2 separate regions of the Gossypium hirsutum genome follow, and region 1 is linked to region 2. A link is a contact called in public Hi-C data. All regions are on one chromosome and are shown on one strand. Each heading gives the region's core, a stretch centred on a gene start, on an enhancer-like site or on the middle of the called end of the contact. The rest is flanking DNA. Distances are from core to core; before and after follow the strand shown. Region 1 holds the start of LOC107948112 (transcription factor PRE6). Region 2 has its middle 63 kb from the start of LOC121227134.

Evidence for each region. A called contact is a pair of places that touch in the nucleus more often than the background predicts.
Region 1: a Hi-C map of leaf shows a contact between it and region 2, with 1.6 times the contacts expected there. The contact joins the promoter of LOC107948112 here to the enhancer-like site in region 2. A contact is called at or near these places in 6 of 34 Hi-C or Micro-C datasets (callus, leaf, petal and 1 more).

The regions. Positions count from the first base shown.
Region 1 is chrA03:58,688,430-58,691,867 of Gossypium_hirsutum_v2.1, reverse strand. It overlaps LOC107948112 (transcription factor PRE6), which reads left to right and starts at 1,284. Exons shown (of 2, transcript XM_016882582.2): 1 at 1,284-2,087; 2 at 2,409-2,794. The coding sequence starts at 1,962. The coding sequence ends at 2,564.
Region 2 is chrA03:58,575,333-58,578,905 of Gossypium_hirsutum_v2.1, reverse strand. It overlaps the pseudogene LOC107957332. Among protein-coding and RNA genes, the nearest start is that of LOC121227134, 63 kb to the right of the region's middle. Within about 2 kb of position 2,010, at least 7 of the 9 cell types and tissues checked have an H3K27ac peak or open chromatin away from gene starts, as enhancers often do. A contact at or near this core is called in leaf, where this site is marked.

The sequences.
Region 1 (3,438 bases), core at 35-2,534, 110 kb before region 2:
ATAACCATTTTTAAATACAATACATATTATCAATAAGATATTTTCCATTTTACACTAATTGTTTAGCCCGATGAACTATAATAAACAGATACGGATACATGGGTAACTACAAAAACACACCAGATTCCTCGTCTGAACAACTCCAAGCACACCTGAGCACCGAAATGCTAAAATTATAGGCATCAGATGTCATAAGACATTACATCCCTCCAGAACACACCAAGGTTTGAGTAGAGACAGACAGTAATAATGGTCTCTGTAGAGATAAAACTCGGTAATCCGCAACAAATATTGGATTCCGATTTAAATAATGAATTCTCGGTACGTCAGTATCATCTCATACCATATCCCGCACAACACGCAAATAAACCTATTGGCATGCCAATTGTATGCATACGTTCCTTTAGGCACATTTAACACATTAATTCATTTCTTTACAATTCAATCCATTTCTCGCCTTTTTGTACCATTTGTAACCAATTCAAAATGCAATCACAAGATTTAATTTCATAATTTAAACATATCCAATATATTTACAAACATAACTACACCATATGAACTTACCAAACCAAAACGACTATAAGTGCAATATTGAGGACTAATCCGTAATTTTTTGCTCGATTATCTACTAGCTGGTCCAAATTTTGATCTATACGGTAATTCATTTCAAATTATCAGTTTCAATTACCTTATAACATCTTATTCTATGCATATGACATTTTAATTTCACTTTTCACAAATTCACTAAAGTTTCATATTTTATTCAATTTAATCCCTAAAACCTAAACAATAATATCTTTCACATTTAAGCTCTGATTTTCAATCTAATTCCAATCTCATCCCTCTACAGCCCTCTAATACCTATATTTATAGAAATTTCATTCTAATTTTGAAATATTTACACTTTAGTTCTTTTTTACTAAAATAACAATATCAGTTTACAAATTAGTCATTGTACCTTAATTAACTCTCCAGTCGAAAAAATGAAAAGACCAAACTTTAATTAAACTTTATACTAACATCGTAAATATTATTACTCACTCGTCGGAAATGGAGTTCCGAAACTACTATTTCTGACACTACTGAAAAACAGATTGTTACAGGTACAGTCTTTCTCAAGAAATCATGGCATCATCATCATTTAGCACAAATTCATTATTGTCAAAACTGAAACTCACACCACCCTTCTCGATCTTTGGTATCCAAAAGGATGTATCTGAATGATGCTCTATTCTCATCTTCTTCAGTCGCCTCTATTTCTAAAACGACCATGTCTTTATTCTTCTTCTCCTTCGTTGCTTTCTCTAGTTACATTAAAATAGGAGAACTTGGTCTTTGAAACTGGGAGACAGAGGATACATGTTGTGCCGTCCATTTCTTTTTATGTTCAATTTAAGATTTTAATAATTATTTATAGTTAATTATTGTTTAATTATGTTTAAATAAAATTATTTATATTTATTTATAAATTATTTATTTCTTATTCAATCATAATATATTATTTTATTATTAATTGATGGTAGATAAAACTCCAATAATAATCTTCCCTTTTCTTGAATCAAATGAATTCTTAAAACTTGTTTCCTCTTCTTCGGTGCATGCACACGAGAATGAGCGCACTTTTACATATATATAAATAAATAAAAATTAAGATTTCGGAGTAGACTCGAACCCTATATAAAAAGCAGCATATCCCACTTCTGTCTTCAAAGCAAAGCATCATAACCTCTCTTCTCTTTGTTCTTGGTTAACTCATCTCTTTGCTCTTTTCTCAGCTTAAGTTTCCAGGTCCTTTATGCATATATTATCGTATTCCCTTTTTTCTTAGGTTTTCTTCGGTGACAAATCCACATCCCATTTGTCAATTTAATCAAGAGTTTCAGATATCCTCACTTTCCTTAAGCCTTCATTCATTTAGTTTCTTGACACAAAAAATATAGTAGAAGTTATTTTAAAACACAATGTCAGGCAGAAGATCACGTTCCAAGCAGTCAAGTGTTTCCAGTATCACTGACAATCAGATCACCGATCTTGTTTCCAAGCTGCAACACCTTATCCCTGAACTTCGTCGAAGGCGATTCGACAAGGTATACCGACTACCACACCACTCTTTCTACTTTTTTCTAAATAAAATAAATAAATAAAAACACCCTTTCTTTTGTGAGGACTCCGTTCACTTTCGTAGATAAGTCATAATCAGAGCGCGCCTCATTTATTTTGATGTGGTGCCTTCTAGCAACAAGTTGAAGGTGTGGGACTCCATCTGTTCCTCATTTTTAACACCTCATGTTTAGTTTACACATCACGCTCAAATATTATATCATCAAAACTTAATTTAATTTTATATTCCAACTTCAATAGAAAAAGAAAAGATCCATAATATATTTTTCTCTCTAATATCTCTTCAGGTATCAACTTCCAAGGTGTTACAGGAGACTTGCAACTATATCAGAAGCTTACATAGAGAAGTGGAGGACCTAAGCGACCGGTTATCCCAGCTATTAGCTTCCACAGACGGCGGTAGCGACCAAGCAGCCATTATAAGGAGTTTACTTATGCAATAAACACCCATTTTCATTCACCTTTGGTTTTACTATATTAAGTACTACACACCTTTTCCATATCTTAGGATTTCCGGTAGTAATGCAGAAGAGATAGGAAAAGGGTGAAACATGGAGTACCATGCATGTTTTATGATTCTTGTCATCAACAGACTCTGTAAATCATTCAAGTCTATCATTATATATTTTATAAAATAAAATATTTAAAAAAAAAGAGTTGAGAGTTGTGAAAATTGGGTCTTAAATTTTATGAGTTGATTTACAGCTGCAATTAAAAGCAAATATTATATTGTTGTATTAGAAGAAAATATTGGTTTACCGATGGTGGCGCTTCTCATGATTATGGGAATTGGCAAAGTTTCAAAGCATAAATGAAGGCTATGTAATGTTAGATTTGAGAAGTGGACCCCGAAAGGTCAGCCTCAAAGGCTGATGACAGTCGCTGACACGTGATTTGCCGCACACCAAATTCTGTTTGGATCCTATAACATTATTAGTAGTATTTTGCGATAGGTTCGGAGTTTGAACCCGTGAATTCGTCATACTTGTTTTTAAATTTGGGAACCTTTTTTCTTTTTCTTTTTTTTTTTATATTATGTAGGTTGATTTTAGTGTTTATATTTGAGCTATTCGTCATACTTGTTTATTTTTTAAACAAGAAAAAGAGAGTTTAAGCCTAGTGCGACGGCGTTCAATTCATTTGATATGCATTTGCAGCCGTTAATTTATATAGGGTCATTGTTGACGGGAATTCATGGCACAGCGAGATAAAGGAATATGGCGTGTTGCACGAGCATTTACCAGGGTTAATCGCTAGACTACAAAGAATATGGTTAAGGAATATTTTTTTTTTCTGTCTTAAAACACCCCGTTATCA
Region 2 (3,573 bases), core at 761-3,260:
AGAGCCTCCGTCACTCTTAGCAATACATACCTCCCGACCCTCTCGTCAACCGCCATGCATGATGCAACTCACCGTTCATTTTATTAAGATCATGCTTATATAAATTTCTTGGCTTGCGTTAATTGCTAGGCCTTGCAATCTCAATCCATCAAATTGGAGGCTTTCAGGCAATTTATAACTATTGGAAAGAAAATGTGTAGGGAACAAATGTCATATCTAGATGTTTTAAGGACTTGTACGAGATTCAGAATCTTTGTGAACGTAGAAGCCTGCTTGAGTTTTCATGTTGCTCTGAAGTATCTAAATAATTAACTAAAATTTGGCTTGCGAAGCATTGCTTACTCTGATATCAGCGGAGGAGGTGCCATTATTTTGCTGAAAATAATTTGGACTCTGCAGCCTGCATGTCCATACAAAATATGACGTGTATTGCCAAGAGTAAGATAAGGGGGTAAATTCAGAATTTTTTTTAATAGCATTGAAATTAAATTATAAATTTTTAAAAGGTTAAAATATAATTTTATTATTTATTAAATTTTTATTTTATTATTTTTGAAGGGATTAAATGATTTTTTTTAGTTTTAAAGAATTGAAATATAATTTTACTATATATTAACTTAAATTTTCATTATTTATAAATGGATTACATCGCATGATTTTCAATGTTTGGGGAGGGGTCAAGTCCCCTGTCTTCCCCCCTTCCCCTTAAAATCGCCCCTCTTATTGTTTCTTAATAGAATTTAACTTTTTTAAATTTAGAATCAAATTGATAAAATTTGTAAATATTAAAAGTTAAATTTATTATTAGAATAATAAAAAAATTCCACATCATCTTTGTGTTGATTGGCTAACGATAATTAATGGAAGAGTGACTAAAATATTTAATTTTAAAAGTTAAGTGACCAAAAGTGAACAAAGTGTATATTTGAGTGACTATTATTGTGCTTTATCCTAGAATTTAAAGGGTAAAAGTATCATAGTGGCCTTTGTACTAGGAGTCAATTGCATTTTGCTCCCTCCACTAAAAATAGTAGGCAAATTAGTTTTTGTATGTTAGATTAAAGAGCAAACTAGTCATTCTATTAAAAATTTCATCCAATTCTATTGTTAAAACTTGGCTCCTGTACGCCGGCATGAGGTGTACGTAGCATGCTATGTGTAATTGTTTGGTTATTTCATCAATCACGTCAATTTTTAACAATAAACATTGATGAAATTTTTAACAAAAAAGGACCATTTTACTCTTTAATCTAATATACAGGGATTAATTTATCTATTTTTAAATAAATAGGGCAAAATATAATCTGACTGTTAATACTAGTGCTTTTGTAATACTTTTATCAATTTAAAAAGTATATAGGGTTTTTTTCATATATAAGGAAAGTAACGACTATTTTGAAACCACAATCAAATAAATATTTTTGTAAGTGTTTTTATCCTATACTCAAGGTCACTAAACTATTCGTAAGTTTATATTTTGGTTATTTAACTTTAAAAAGTTACAAAATTATTATTGAATTATAAATTAATACCCATCAATAAGTAAAAGAAATACCTTAAATTCAAGTCGATCTAACGGCTAATGTCAAAAATAGAAAAAAAACTATTTTAATTTTGATTTGTAAATTTGTAATATTTAAAATTATTTAATGAAAAGAATTGAATTATAGAAAAAATGGAAAAAAAAACTTTTGATTAATGTAAGTGATGCACTATACAACGATTTTAATAAAATAATTTATTGACAAATTTTATAATTTTTTTATCAAAATGAAAATTTACTAATAATTTAGTTAGCATGAGTAGTCTAGCATTCATTCTATTATATTTAATTTATAGTAACCTACTACGTAAACTTGACTCCAGCGTCCATCCGGCATTCACTCGTCGTCGGTGTGCTTTTTCCCTTGCTGAAGAAGAAAAGCATCCCTTCAATAAATGACAAAGTCCCTTAAAACCAACGGTCCTGATCACATCCTTTTTCTCCCACTTAATCAACGTCCCTTTCGCTTTTTCCTTTGATGGCAAACTTTGTTTTCACAACCGACACATCACACAAATCAACATGGACCCTGCACCTAAACCTAAATATCATCTTGAAACACATTCATTCCTCAACTTTTAATTTTGATTGATTTTGTATTCATTTTTTTAATGCGAAGGTTTACCTTGAGTTAACACGTGAAGGATAATCAGAGACTGAGCCAAAGAGGTTATGGCGGGAATGAGTGACTCAGTGCCCATCAGGTTCCCCTACAGGAATTTAAACAAGGAATTGGAGGTTGAAATGACCGACGATCCTCATTTCCGGATCGATCTAAATTCCTCTCCGAACTCTCCTTCAGCTTCTTCTTCGTCGCCTTCCTCGAGGGTTCCCAATGGAAACGCTAACTTATCGTCGCCGATCCATGCCGGATCTAAGGATTTTAGCTTTATAACTCTGGTTCTTAGTTGTACGGTCGCCGCCGGGGTTCAGTTTGGTTGGGCTTTACAACTATCGCTATTGACTCCTTACATTCAGGTCTTTCCAATACTCTTTTTTTTTTTCTTTAGTCTTGTAATTTATGTTAGTTTAAGTATTTTAATGAAAAATAGTAAGCTAGTGACCATGAATGTTTTGAAGTTTGAATTTGGTGCAATGTGTTTACATTTAATGACAATTTTTGTGTTATTGGGGGTTTATCTGTACGAAATAGAAAAATAAAATCAGCGAGTGCACTTCTTGTTGGTATTATTGAATTGGTTAGATAGTAGATGCTACAATTCTTTTTTCATTATTGTTTAGTCATTAATTTACTTAGTTTTCATGTACTGCAGAAAGAATTATTGGTGTGGTTATAGGTTACGAAAGAGAGATCATGGCGTTGGGAGGCAGATTTTCTTTTATTATCATTTTCTAGAAATTTTTCTTATAATTTGTAGAAATACTTATCATCTTTAACAATATAAATTAAAACGTACTAGTTAGAGAAAAGAATGTTAGTCATTTTTTGAAGAATAATTTTCATTTAAAATAATTCTCAAAATATTTTGTCAACTTCTTGCTTATGTAATACTCTCTCTTTATTTATTTAAAAGAATGTTATAGTCATTTTTTGAAGAATAATACTCTCTCTTTATTTATTATTATTTTTAGCCTTGGCTGTATTTCTTTTCAACGCTCTGAGCTTCTCTGATTACTGTATATTTTGTTGATTCATGCAGACACTTGGAATAGAGCATGCTTTTTCTTCATTTATTTGGCTTTGTGGTCCGATAACTGGTCTTGTGGTAGGTGATGGGAAACCATATTGCTGTATTTTTCTATATTATTGCCTTCTCTTTATTTTTGAGTCCTAATGGGTGTAACATGATATTTTAATGTGGTTATTTGATAGATCTGCTGTAATAGCTTGTGCTGCATTTTGAACTAACTCCTAAATAGTTGGGGCTACCTTTCATGTAGAAGGTAGAGATGGGGGTACCCTAGAACATTTATTTGTTTGATTGCATAATAGAGAATTTCTTTGCTTATTCAATTTTCCATTCTCTCTCTCTCTCTCTCTCCCCCTCCCCCAAGGTATGTCTGTGCAA